Linked DNA regions of Mus musculus: region 1 is linked to region 2. Evidence: chromatin contacts called from public promoter capture Hi-C data. All regions are on one chromosome and are shown on one strand. The core of a region is the stretch at or near the end of the contact, and the rest is flanking DNA. Distances in the headings are between cores, read along the strand shown.

The links. Promoter capture Hi-C pulls out the DNA fragments that hold promoters and counts their contacts.
Region 1: a promoter capture Hi-C map of hippocampal neurons shows a contact between it and region 2, with 4 times the contacts expected there. The contact joins the promoter of Dhrs11 here to the enhancer-like site in region 2. A contact is called at or near these places in 7 of 39 promoter capture datasets (the 3T3-L1 cell line, the SN4741 cell line, embryonic stem cells and 3 more), 1 of 484 Hi-C or Micro-C datasets (cortical neurons) and 11 of 115 datasets of contacts at active chromatin or transcription factors (astrocytes, bone marrow-derived macrophages, cardiomyocytes and 8 more).

The regions. Positions count from the first base shown.
Region 1 is chr11:84,826,636-84,830,322 of GRCm38.p6, forward strand. Dhrs11 (dehydrogenase/reductase (SDR family) member 11) reads right to left here and starts at 2,368. Exons shown (of 7, transcript NM_177564.5): 1 at 2,116-2,368. The coding sequence starts at 2,262. 4930502E09Rik (RIKEN cDNA 4930502E09 gene) reads left to right here and starts at 2,543. Exons shown (of 3, transcript NR_046281.1): 1 at 2,543-2,777; 2 at 3,267-3,407.
Region 2 is chr11:84,027,242-84,030,775 of GRCm38.p6, forward strand. All of the region lies in intron 18 of Synrg (synergin, gamma), which reads left to right. Among named protein-coding and RNA genes, the nearest start is that of Dusp14, 39 kb to the right of the region's middle. Within about 2 kb of position 1,575, at least 23 of the 459 cell types and tissues checked have an H3K27ac peak or open chromatin away from gene starts, as enhancers often do.

The DNA.
Region 1 (3,687 bases), core at 1,118-3,617, 800 kb after region 2:
GTCCTGAGTTCAACTCCCAGCAACCACCTGGTGGCTCACAACCATCTGTCATGGGATCTGATACACTCTCCTGGTGTGCGTCAGAAGTCAGCTACAGTGTACTCGTACAACTAATAATAAATAAATAATTTTTTAAAAAATAGTGCCCCTCTGGGACTCAGAAGCCCCCTTCCACCTGACTTTACTGTCCATGTCTACCTCACAGAATAGGATTTCTCCCAGTAGAATACCAGAACCCAAACTTAGTTTTAATATCAGCAAATTCATCAATGAATAAAAACAGATAGTAAGCAAGAACCCAGAAAAGGAATTCATCTCCCTCCAGACTAAAAGTCCTCAGCAGCAAAGCTATGTGTTTATGTGTATACTTATCTATTTGTATGTGTATGTCTCTGTGTCTATGTGTTTGTATCTGTGTGTGTGTCTGTGTATATATGTGTGTGTCTGTGTGTATGTCTGTGTGTGTGTGTCTATGTGTGTATGTATGTCTATGTGTCTGTATGTGTATATGTCTGTCTATGTGCGTATGTCTGTGTGTGTGTTTGTGCATCTGCGTGTGTTTCTATGTATACGTGTGTCTCTGTGTGTATGTCTGTGTGTCTATGTGTATGTATGTCTGTGTGTGTGTGTGTGTGTATGTGTAGAACATTATCCATCTCTCTGTCATTGTCCCTCCTTGCTTCACTTCTGCCATCTCCATCTGATCTCCAAAATGACCTGAAATCAGGGCTGTCCCCACACAGCAAAGAGGTTCTCTCTTAATGACATGCAGCCACCCTAGGGTTGACTGATCTGCTTGGAGATTCCCTTAGGATTCGGGGAATCCCTTTGCTGGCTAGTTTAGGGTAGAGAAGTGGAAAAGAAGGCAAGACTGGCTTCAGAATTAGGGAATCAAAACTAAAACAAACAAACAAAAAAAACCTAGGGAATCCAGTTGTCCAATCCTGGCCTTAATCCTCTCAGCTCCAAAGATGGGGCTGGGCCCTGTGCTTCTCCAGGGAAGGAGAAGGGTGAAGTGAGGCAATGGTGGAGGCAGGTGACCTTGGGATTATCTGAGAGGCTATAAAGTGTACCTTTGGCCAGTAGCTGGGGAGGGGACAGTCCTCCTTCCTGCAACAACTTCTCCCTTTGCCTCCACCCAAGGCCTCCTTACCCTTTTCTGTCAGAGGACTTTGAGCCATGGTGAAGATAGAGCCCTGCAGGTGGTCCTGCCAGGGCAAATAATGGGAATTTCTCTTGTCTTCTCCCAAATGGCATCTCCTCCCTATCTTTTCTGATCTGATGCTGCTCATAACTCCAGGAACCCCCAAAAGAATGTTAAGAGAAAAACTAGGGAGTTCTGGATCCGTAACATTTTATTTTCTCAAGACTTACAGGTTTAATGCCCTATTTCACCTACTCAGTCCCACCTAGGAAAATGAATCAGAAAAGAGAGAGAGAGAGAGAGAGAGAGAGAGAGAGAGAGAGAGAGAGAGAGAGAGAAAGAGATCTACAAGTAAATATTCCATTCACTCTTTAGGCTCATGGCATGTGAGTTGAGCTCAGATTTGAATTAAAAGGAGAGCTAGCTTCCACCCTAACCTCACCCTCAGTCATGGGTCAAACACTAGCTTCTTGTTCATTGGTTGGCCAGCACTTTACTCGGTGTGGCTTGGGTGAGGTTTGGGGACAAGATGAAACTAACCTAGTCACTTAGACTAGCCAGTTTTTTTTTTTTTTTCTTTTCTTTTTTTCCCCCTTCTCCCTGGCTGCCTAGCTAGCCCTTGACCTCTGGCTTCCTCTTTCACCTGCCAGTATAGGGGGCACAAGATGGCAGGGGTAAGGGAAGAGAATACCAGGGGTCAGGATTTGGTACTCTGCTGCGACACGAACTATCAGGAGTGAATGGCTCTTATAAAAATAGAACTTAGAGAGAACTTAGGTCCTCTCGCTACTAAACAGCACTCCTGCTCTCAAGGCCGTTGCAAATGGCCCTAGGGTAGTAGGCTCAAAAAGAGCAGGGTCTCTGGCTCCGGCCACGGCAACTCTCCCTCCCCTCACTCAAAGCCCTGCCCCATGGAAACGACGTACTCCCCCCTCCCCCAAGAGCGTCCCCGCTGCCTGGCGGAGCCTTACCTCGATGTTGCCAACGGTGCGGGCACAACCCACAACCTTCAGTCCCTGCTGGACTAATGCCCGGGCCACGGCCGCACCGATGCCCCCCGAGGCTCCCGTCACCAGTGCCAGCCGGTCGCGCCACCGCTCCATGCCAGCTCTAGTCATGGTCCCGAGCCGTCTGCCCACCTCGTTCGGCGAACCAGGCACTGGGAGCGGGGAGCTTAGTCTGGGGTTACTGAAGATCGGTGGCTCCCTGGTCACTGCAGTGGGGGACGCCGGCAACTTGGAGTTGCGCCTAGACCCACCCACTATTGGCCCGGCCTCCGGCCCGGGCTCCGCCCTCGGGACCTCCGCATTGGGCCACATGGCGTCCGAGTGGCCACCTTTTCCGGACACGCCCACGCCCGCGCACGAGCCCGTCCTTCCCGCGACAGGCGGAAACCGCACAGCCTTGAGGATAGGGGCCCACCGCGGAAGTGGGGCCTGACAGCCGGTGGAGTTGCTTTTACCGTGAGCGCTTCCCTTTGCGGTGGAGAGCCTCCATCTGCGAGGAAGAGGACGCACGCTCGCACGCACTCAAGGCCTCCTTTGCTCAATCAGCCCTACTTCCAAAGGCCTGAGGACAGGATGGGGGATCTAAAGGTTACTCCAGTGCCCTCCCAAACCACTGGTGACTGACAGTAAGGATTCAATCCAAAAAGCTTAAGGGCCTCTGCCATCAAGGCCAGTTGACCTGAGGAAGGGTTATTGTTCACTGTACCTGATCCTTTGGCTTCACTGGCCAAGTAAATGGTTAAAATACCCAAGTACTCTACACCTAAATGGCACCACGTCTTCAACCGTCCTTGACATCAACCACTCCCAGTCCTACAACGGCGCAAATGTTACACGATGTACATCAATAGTCACCCGCAGAAGCTGACAACTTGAATATCACGTGGTAGCCATAACTTTAAACAGCATGCATAATATACCCTTATAAGATTTTTGAGCCGGGCGTGGTGGCTCATGCCTTTAATCCCAGCACTCGGGAGGCAGAGGCAGGTGGATTTCTCAGTTTGAGGCCAGCCTGGTCTACAGAGTGAGTTCCAGGACAGCCAGGGCTATACAGGGAAACCCTGTCTCGAAAAAAACAACAAAAACAATATTTTTGTTTTTCTTTTGTGCAGGAGCCAACAGAGCTCTACCACAAGGCATGGTGGCACAAGCCGGTAAGGGGACATAAGAGACAGGTCCACGAGTTCAAGGCCATCCTTTAGTAGAGAGTGAATTCCAGGCCAACTGAAACATGAGCCCCTTTCTCAAACACAGTAAGTATACTGGCACATTAAGTGTGAAAAACAACAAAACAAAACAAAACAAAACAAAACAAACAAAAAAAAGAGAAGTGTGATGAAGGCTAGAGAGATGGCTCAGCAGTTAAGAGCACTAGCTGCTCTTCCAGAGGTCCCGAGTTCAATTCCCAGCAAGCACATGGTGGTGGCTCACAACTATCGAAAAAGGTCCGATGCCCTCTTCTGGTGTGTCTGAAGACACCAACAGTGTACCCATACATGCCTGATAATGCCAGCTGGTGGTACATGCCTTTGA
Region 2 (3,534 bases), core at 325-2,824:
GCCAGCACTTTGCCCACTGAGCCTTCCCAGGGCCAGTCATTCTTGATTCTTACACATGCAAGTTTTGCCAGAAAGTAATGGTTTGAGTCTATCCCCTCACACTTGACCTGTTTATGCCCCATTGCATTCTTCAGAAAGCTATGTGGAAGACCATCATGTGACCGTCCGTTCACCACTATAATTATTTTCCTTGGACTCATTTTTCTCCATGTTATGAGTAGCTCTACTCTGAATAAACAAATGACTAGATCCCCTCTGGGTGTTGCAATCTACCAAAGCCGATGAAGAAGGCCAGAGTGCGCACACATGCATGCAGTCCGCATGGCTGCTGCAGCATTTTCCAGGAAGCATTTAAGTTCATGAGAGGCCTGGCTGTATTCTAAGTCATTTACTAGTCCTCCAGTTAACCTGCGACCCTCTGAGCAGAAGGGAGGAATTCTTAGTGCTCTCAGCTGACAGCCTGGTGGTCCCTGGCTGCCCGTTGTGTCCTAAACAGCAAACCTCACTATCGTTTCATTGCTTCTGGTTTTGCATCATTAAAGTAAAGTGAAGGGCCAGAGAGATAGCACTGCCCTGGTTTGTTTGCTTTGTTTGGTTTGGTTAGGTTTTTTTTTTTCCTTTGTCAGTGCTAAGGATGGACCTCAAGGCCCATGAAGGCTAGAGAAGTTATCTGCTACTGAGCCACACACCCCTACCTAGCTCTTTTCTTTCTTTCTCTTTTTTAAAAAAGCCTTTATCAGTCTATTCTTTGTGCAACTACCTGACTGGTCCTCGTAAACCATAGATCTGACTGTTTCATTTAAATCCCATTTAAAATCCTGCAGTGGGCCTCCATGGTCTTCCAAAGCCTTAGCTCAGTGCAGAGCTTTCCTGTTGCTGAACGAGGCTGCTCTCATGCTGAGTTCTGCATAGTTCTCCCCAGAAGGCGTCCCTAGTGCCCTTCAGTGCAGCCCTTCCTGGGTGGGTGCCTTCGGCCCACCTCTCTCCGGGTCTCGTGATGCTTTCCTCATTACTTTCTTTTCCTGTTGTTCTAACAAGATGCTTCATCGGAAGAAGGGGTGTTTGGCTCCCTGACTATGGTGTCCATCATAGCAGAGGAGGCGTGGCATTGAGAGCTCGGCTAGCTCTGGTGGGAGCTTGAGACTGCTGATCTCCTTGTGTTGGCAGACAGGAATGACATGGTGATCTGTGGATGCTGGTCCTCCCCCTGGCTGTCACCCATCTTCCACTGTGCTGACTTCCATGGATCACTGTGTTCACAGCATAAAGATAAACCTGATCGTCAGGGAAAGCTTGGTTACTGCTGCCAGCAACATCAGGAAGGACTTCTGGCACCTCTGAGCCCAGTACTTGAGAGGCAGCCCTGTAAGCACCAAGTGTGTCAGGGGACTCATACGTCCAGAATCATTGCGCTTTGGAGTAAACTTCTCTACTTGCTCTAAACGTAAAATCACCAGAAGCTAGCAAAGTGCAGAGCACTGTCCTTCAGATAAAAGAGAAAAATGGGAAACCTCCTGAAAGCTAGAGCTGGTGAAGTAACACATGCGGCCCTTCAGTCAGGGTGTTCTGGGCATTTTGTCAGGAAGCACTTGTGAAATAACAGACCTATCAACACATGGCTAGGAGGCAGGCTGCCAGTGGGTTGTGCTTAATGATAAAATCTCATGTTTATTATAAGTATTTTGTCGTTCTCTTTAGTGGATACTTGTTGCATTTGTAGTGAGAAGTAAATCTTTGCTCTGGTAGAAAATTTTTTCATATACTCAAGCCCTTTCCCAAAACCCCCTTTGGTGCCGTGGCCACTTCTCCTTCAGCCGTCTGGGTTATCCAATTGGCCAAACTGTGCATCAGGGTTTTCATGTGCATTTAATCTACACAGCAACTTGACTTCTTTCCTCTGCCATCTTCCTGTCCTGAGGCAGGGAAGTGCGAGAGGCGTCAGGCATGCTCTGTGTGTCTTCCTATCCTGAAAAGGATGATGAGGTGGGAACACCAAAGCTATGCAAAGCTTTTGCTGGGGATGAAAGCTTGAGAATAATGTTAACGAGAAAAGCCCCAGGAGCTTGTCATGCGCACTGTGAGCCTCAGGTCTGGACCTGCCCTTGACATACCTCTCAAGATGGCGGCACAATGTACGGGCCTCCCACTTGGCATTTAGAGTTGAGGGTTCCTTGTTTTAGTGGGAGTCAGTCCTCGGTGAGCATTGAAAGCTAGGTCTCTATCCTTCCTTCCAGTCAGCCCTGCTCTGCTGGCCTTGCTGGAGAAAGCTGACTGGATCAGAAAGCCCTGAGCTCTTAGAAGTGAAAGTGTCCCTGAAGCCTCAGAGCATTGTCCAAGCTCATCCTGCATCTGTCCTTCCATGCAGGGTGAGGAATGACTGGCAAGCATCCCCCTTCGTTCTGTCACTGGGGGCAGTAGGACCCATTTCCCTTCATCTTCTCCAACTCCCAGGCTCCTGGGTCCTGCCACTGTTCATGCAAAGAACTTGCCTTCTAGGCTCTGCTCTGTCACTCCAGGCCACTTTTGAGTTCACACACAGTAAAATGTAAAAACTTCAGTAGCATTGCACCATGAGTTGAGTGGCTGCCCTTCTGCTGAGTTTGACAAATGCATAGCCCCGTCTGTATCACCTGTGCCCTGTCACTATGTGAACTAGTTCATCCCCCAAGACAACTTCCTCATCCCAGTCTCTCCAAGTTTTCACACCAAGCATCACTTGTGTCCAGGATTTTTAATTTTTTTAATGATTTATTTTTATTTTATGTGTGTTAGTGTTTTGCATGCATGTATATTTGTGCCAGGGTGCTGGGTCCAATGGAACTATTGTTATAGGCAGCTGTGAGTTCCCACGTGGGTGTGGGAATTGAACCTTTGTCCTCTGGGAACAGCAGCCAATGCTCTTTAGCCGATAAGCCATGTCTCCAGCCCTTGTCCAGAGTTTTAAAAAGAAGACATGGAGTTTGATTTTGTTACTTTGAAGGAAGTTTGTGGCCCATTTACCTAGTAGGTTCTGCCCCATTCACATCTGATGACTCCAATTCTACAGGACCAAAATGTGAGGTAAATGGAGAAGGGGCCCCACAGTCACGCCTTCTCAGACTCTGCTTGCAAGCATTCACTCGCAGCACCCACATCTAGACTCTCGAGGGTAACTGGCCTGCCTTTTCAGCCATGTGTAATGGCATAGCTTCCCTATCTCACCTGTCCGGTGTCTGGATGCAGACAGAGTATATGTGAGCACAAGCGCTCACTTCCTAACTAGCCATGCTCTTTGGCTACAGCTGCTTTTTTCTTTTTTTTTCTAAAACAGATTGTTGTGACACAACAATGATAGCTGTCTGTTCAGACACTTTCCTAGACCAGCATGTCATTTCCTCTTGAGAACAGGTAAATGGGTCCTCAGTCTATAAACCTTAACTCAAAGTTCCCACTGCAGGAGGAAAGGCATGGATCCCACAGAAATATAACGTGTGGGTTGTCACAAAGAAGTCCTTACTGCAACAGAACCAACAGAGAAAGCCATATAACATCGAT